Linked DNA regions of Gossypium hirsutum: region 2 is linked to region 1. The links are chromatin contacts, called in public Hi-C maps. All regions are on one chromosome and are shown on one strand. Each heading gives the region's core, a stretch centred on a gene start, on an enhancer-like site or on the middle of the called end of the contact. The rest is flanking DNA. Distances are from core to core; before and after follow the strand shown. Region 1 overlaps LOC107948637 (norbelladine synthase). Region 2 holds the start of LOC107948634 (probable E3 ubiquitin-protein ligase HERC3).

Evidence for each region. A called contact is a pair of places that touch in the nucleus more often than the background predicts.
Region 2: a contact with region 1 is called in a Hi-C map of leaf, with 1.7 times the contacts expected there. The contact joins the promoter of LOC107948634 here to the enhancer-like site in region 1. A contact is called at or near these places in 3 of 34 Hi-C or Micro-C datasets (anther, leaf and seedling).

Annotation. Positions count from the first base shown.
Region 1 is chrA04:5,888,441-5,891,408 of Gossypium_hirsutum_v2.1, reverse strand. The region is part of intron 2 of LOC107948637 (norbelladine synthase); the gene reads left to right. Among protein-coding and RNA genes, the nearest start is that of LOC107948637, 13 kb to the left of the region's middle. Within about 2 kb of position 1,583, at least 9 of the 9 cell types and tissues checked have an H3K27ac peak or open chromatin away from gene starts, as enhancers often do. A contact at or near this core is called in leaf, where this site is marked.
Region 2 is chrA04:6,045,104-6,048,071 of Gossypium_hirsutum_v2.1, reverse strand. It overlaps LOC107948634 (probable E3 ubiquitin-protein ligase HERC3), which reads left to right and starts at 1,540. Exons shown (of 6, transcript XM_016883258.2): 1 at 1,540-2,511. The coding sequence starts at 2,170.

The DNA of each region.
Region 1 (2,968 bases), core at 334-2,833:
AGCTTTTAAGAGTTCTTATGTTACTTCTTTTTTCAATCCACAAGTACAAAGAGGTAAGGAAACTTGCCAGTTCCTCAATTTCTCTACTACTAGACTTTAATTCACACGATTGCTGCGACATGCAGAGCTTCCTTCAACTATATTCTCTACTTCTTCTTCAGAGTGACTAAAGAAGATGATACTATGGAGAGATAAATTTGTAAACAGAATTGAGAAAATTTTGTCTCCACACACACCTATATATATACTCCTTTGGCTCAATCTTCGCCAACCATTTCAACCATTCATTATTAATCATTTTGTCTCCCACTATGGAACCAAGAACTAACTAAACCAAAATTAGAACTCAATTATTTGCTCGACGATTCACAAATTTTCCTAAATTTCCTCGTTGAGCTCACCAATTTACCATACTTTCAATTTGGCCCTATATTTATTTCCTATTTGGGTTCTTCAAGATATCTGGGTGTGACAACTCCTCTACCCTTAAAGAAAATTTTGTCCTCGAAATTTCCTCTCGTGCTTACTCTTAGAGGCAGACTCCAACTACTTTACTTAATCTTCTTCATAACATAGTTGTGGACACCTTTATTTTTCCTGAATGCTTTAGTGCCGACCTTTCACTTACAAATTCTTTATGAAACTGTTTAGTCCACACGACAGGTTTGATCTCATTCATAAAAGGCAATCAGCTACATAAGTATGGTCCTGTGTCAATCCTAGCGAATCATTGACTTCACCACGAAGCTGGTGGGTGGTTCCTAAATCAACATGAATTATATGGAAGACATTCGGTAGACAACCAGTTCTAGCGAACATTTCTACTCTTTTTGGTTATCGCTATTTATGAAAACCCTACCCGAGGTCAATGTGTGTCAAACACCGATTGGGAGACTTGAACCATCTCTGGTAACTTGGAACCTAACTTCTCACAGACATTTGGATATTTAAAATCAAGTCATAAGGATAAGGTAATTTTTTTCTTCAAATATTAGGTTTCCTTCAAAAAAATTTCTTGCCGATTTAGTTTTCTTAAAAAAGTTTCAACTATTTTTCCTTTTCCCTCCCTCTCTTCTTCCCAAGTTTCCCCTCTCTAGGGTCTATCATTCTAACAAGATTTCCCATCTTCCAGGTAATCTTTTCTTCACCCCATTACCTCTTCTCCATATTATACTGCAATCTCGACATGCCCAAAATTAGGCCATCATCAGAAGGGAGGAGAATGGACTACAATGGTTGGGATCAGAGGGGTTAAGGTAGCCATAAGCCTTTTTTAGCAAATTAGCTTAGGCCATCCAGTTACAGAACTGGAACGTCCATAAAGTCAACATATTTCAAATGTACGACTACTCACGAGGATATGTTCAAACATTTATCAGTCAAAGGAATCAAATTGCCCAATTTTGCTTACAATTTTGAAGTGGTGGAAGGAGAATTACGGTTGAGTGACTGCCGCAATGTGTTTAGCCTCCTTTTACATCTATTATTTTTTACTTTTTTGAAGGACCGCGGGATTGTAGCTAGGCAACTTACTGGTACTTGGTCGACTCTGGTGGCTTACTTCTTTGACTAGAGCAAACACTGGGAGCCACTATTCCTTGGCGTATTTCAGCACTTTTACCAATTAGAGGTTATTCCCTAAGGGATCTCAGCTAGAATGGTCCACTTCTACACTTTTGAGAGTCACGAATCTATAATTCAAAGTTCCTCTTCGAGTTTCCACTCAGACTGCCAAAAGTTCATACGGTGAGGAAAAAGCTCGATAATAGTTTTGGCTTTCCCAGTAGGTGGTCTATCCCTCATGAGACTTTTTTTCTTCAGTGAAAACCAATCTTTTTCAACCTCTCCAGGTTATAATACAATCGCTTAAGGATGGGGCATCCCCTAAAATTGGACAAACTCTTAACAGTAGGGAATGTTTTTTATTACTGTCTAAAAGAGCAAAGCCCTAATGGCTATAAATCAACAGATTTAGCATTGGGTGCGGACCCCGAAATAGTAAAGTCTGCCAATAAAGCATGGCCTTATGGAGTCTCTGATGAATTGGCCCAATCCTTCCTCCTAATCATGGAAGCCATAGGGTGGGCGACAAGCTTAATAAACACATGGAAAAATGTAAAAATAAATAAATGAAAATGTGTGAACAAAGGGACTTGAACTTAGGACCACTAGGATAGCTAAGAAGTATTAAACCACTAGACCACTTCCTTCCCTATTCTGATTCTTGCGCCAACAATCATAAAATATAGGATGTGACATTTTCTTCCACATTTTTTTTGCATGCCTGATTCCGGTTTATATCATCTCTCACAATTGTCTCAATTTTTAATAATTCACTTGAATTTTATACTAACCTGAGGAACTAATTAGACCTAACCTAACATTTATATAGAGGCATTCACGTAACTTCCTATTTCCAAATGATTGACTAAACCAAAACTCTAATACCACTAAATTTGTAACACCCTATACCTGACCCGATTGACCAGTTCGAATACTAGGTGTTATATTAACCCGAATAACTTAACAACGTTTCAAATCTTATAAAATTTTCACACTTCAACAGTATCAAATTTAAAAGTTTGACTTCTAATATATACTTTATCATATGTGTTTTAAGTCTTTACAAAATTTCCTAACAGATGTTTACAACTTTGCGATGAGGTTATAAGATAAGTTTATCCAACTAATCCCCTGAGGCATGGCCTCTAATAGTGCCTTTCTATATACATGAAACAACCTCTTTGCCCTACTCTAACACTAGTGGGGTCCGGTTTGGCCCATCCTTTGGATATATGGTCTTTATCTACCCTGCACCCACGCAGTAAATTTTTATAAGTTCAGAAGAACTTAGTAAGATCTTTAAAATAAATTCATGCAAGGCATTATAAATATTAAGAAACTTAAATTCCTGGCTCAAAATTTAACTCCCTATTTTTGTAGGAGGATTTACAAATTTAGTAAACAA
Region 2 (2,968 bases), core at 291-2,790, 160 kb before region 1:
CTACTGAATATAACCTTTGCAGTTGGAATAGTTAGTCACTTTATGCAGAAGCCAAAAAAACCTCATTTAGAAGTTGTTTATCGAATAATGAGGTATGCCAAAGGCACACTTGACTACGGCTTATATTATAGGAGCAAGACGTGTGAATTAGTATGACACAGTGATGCAGATTAAGCTGGAAATCATGATATATAACTATCAACCATTAATTAGGCTTTCAATTTGGGATTCATTACCATCTCTTAATGTGACAAGAGACAACCTAACTTTTTTTTTCTCTCTCCTGATCCTTCTCATTGTCTCTAGAAAAAAAATCAAACTTATCATCATCCATCATTATTTAAACTTATCCATTAATTAAAACAATAATATATGTATAAACCGACTTGCATTATGCCGACTTAGGGAAGGTATAAATAAAAAATAATTATATGAAACTGGGATACCATATTAGTTGTATCCCTTTCCAACAATTTAATGTCATTTTAACATTTTCATTCTAAATTTTAACATATCATGTTTTATTTGATTTTTTTTCAAGATAATAATAATGAAATTTAAGATGAAAATGCCGTAAACTTTTCATTATATATACGTGAATTAGAAACAATTAAATGAATTGATAGCTTTCTTAAAGCTTTGGTATTATTGCTTCTTTAAACATTCGATCTAATTTTATCTTCTATTCAATTTAATCCCTCATTTCTTTTGCATAAATTATTTTATATTTGCTCCCTCAATTACTTCAACCGTTAAAAACCACATTAGACAACCACAAACTTTCACTACAAACTATAAAACCAACATAAAAAAAATTAAAAACATTATAAATAATGGAATTGTGGTTTCCACGTCGCAAGTTTTGAGGATTCACGTGTCAATCAATCTTCGGACAAAATAGAAGGGTAGAACGACAGGTAGTGGAAATCCACGACCAAACACAAAAAACGGACCAAAGCTTCCGATTCGTAGATTTTGTGCTGTAAACCAGAAGACAAATACCTAGCTGCATCGCTTTTGACGTTAGTTAGCCAATCCTCATTCGACACGTCATCTAAAAGAAAAACTTTCTCATCCGTGTTGAGATGTTATTGACTCTCTTCACATGGTTATCTTAGGATTGATTCTATCAAACAAATTTGTAAACTTTAATAATTTAGAGTTAATGATGCCATCCCCTTATGTATCAAGTTAAGAAACAGGCTTACAACTACGTTTTGTCTAATTTAAGAACATAAAATCATTTTTATAATCTTCCCACCAATTATAAGCATTACATAAGAAAAATTATATAGAGACAAAACTCATATAAAGTATATAAGTTTCAACTTTTATTTAAATAATATTTTAAATCAACTCGATTTAAATAAATTTGATTTAAATTTGTGACCCAATTCGACTAAATCAAATTTATTTGAGTTGTTATTATTATTTTTAAAATTAGACTGAATTAACTAATCGAGTAAATTGAACCAAGAATCAATTGAAGTATTAATCCAAAATAAAAGATTAAATTCGAATAAATCGAGTTGATTGATTAAACCAAAAACCGATAATGCATGGTTGTTGGACTATAGATTCAATGCGGAAAACCTTGGTTGGCAGTATCTTTTCCTTCATGCCTTCTTTACATCTCCTTTTTCATTTTTAAATTTAATTATTTTACAAATAACGTACTTTTCAGCTCAATTTTCCACTTCCAATTTTTCGGTGGAAAAAGAAAAAGAAAAAGCAAGAAAGGAAAAATCCTTCTTTTGGTAGTGATCGATCTTCACTGATTTCCTTAACTTATTTTTTTCTTTAATTGTTTCTTTCTTCAATCCAATCTCAAACTTTTGAAATTCTGGTAATCCTCTGTTTTTTAAATCCATTTTCTGCAGATTAATTTAAAAAAAATTCTGAATTTCTCATTCTCTTGACAACGAAAATCAACGGTGATCTAGTGATCCGATCCATCCCATCTGATGATTAGTTTCCAATCAAAGCATCAATCGCAATTGAATTTCTCAATTCTCCTTCCTTCCGATGCTTTCTTTATAATTTGTTTTAATTGCTTAAGATTTCGCCTCAAAATTTGATAAATTTTCTTTTTCTCTTGTTTCTTTTTCTTAGAAATCGAAACCCTAAATCCGTTACATTTCCAGTTAAAAGAAAATCAAAAAATTTTCAATGGCTGATCGGAGTAGGCTATTTTCGATTGACGATCTGCCGTCGCATCTAATTTTGGAAATTTTAACGTCCGGTAAACGGTTAAGTGCCGTTGACCTAGTGTCGCTGGAGCTGACTTCGAGAACATTCGGAGGGTGTCACGGTGTTTATCCCACGAAATGCAGGTCGCTGGTTGATTTAGCCGCGTTTCAATTGTGCATGACGAATGGGATATATATAGGGATGAGTTGTAGTAGTCAAAGGGACATTTTTGAACGGTGTGATGGAAATTGGAAGCGACTTTTGAGGTTTTTGCAATCAGTAGAGCAATCGTCGGACATGGTCCAAACCTCTGCAGGCAATGTAACTATTTCTTTTTTTTTTTAAATATATTAATTTTGATCATTTTGCTTTTAGAATTAATAATTTTTTGTACTTTTGCCTGTTAACTTGAGAAATGGCTGAGAATTTAGTTGGGATTTAGTTTCTGTTTGGTTTCTTATGGTTTGCTCTTTTTGGTGTGTTCGGATATAATAGAAATACTAGTTCTGAAGGAAGTTAAAGTTACATTACAGTTTTTTGAATATTAAAATGCCTGGTTTTTAGTTTTTTATGGAGAATTATGATTTAAATGGTTAGCATAGATGGTTTAAAGCAATTTCCGGGGCAACATAAAGGAAATAGCAGAAAGTAAGTGATAGAAGCAACAATTGTACAAATGCTTAAATTACAACTTAAGTTGAAATTTGGCTGAACTCTACCTGCTTTCACTGTGGATTATTCAGTATTAATTTGGTTGCATTTTTGCTGGCTTTAGTAA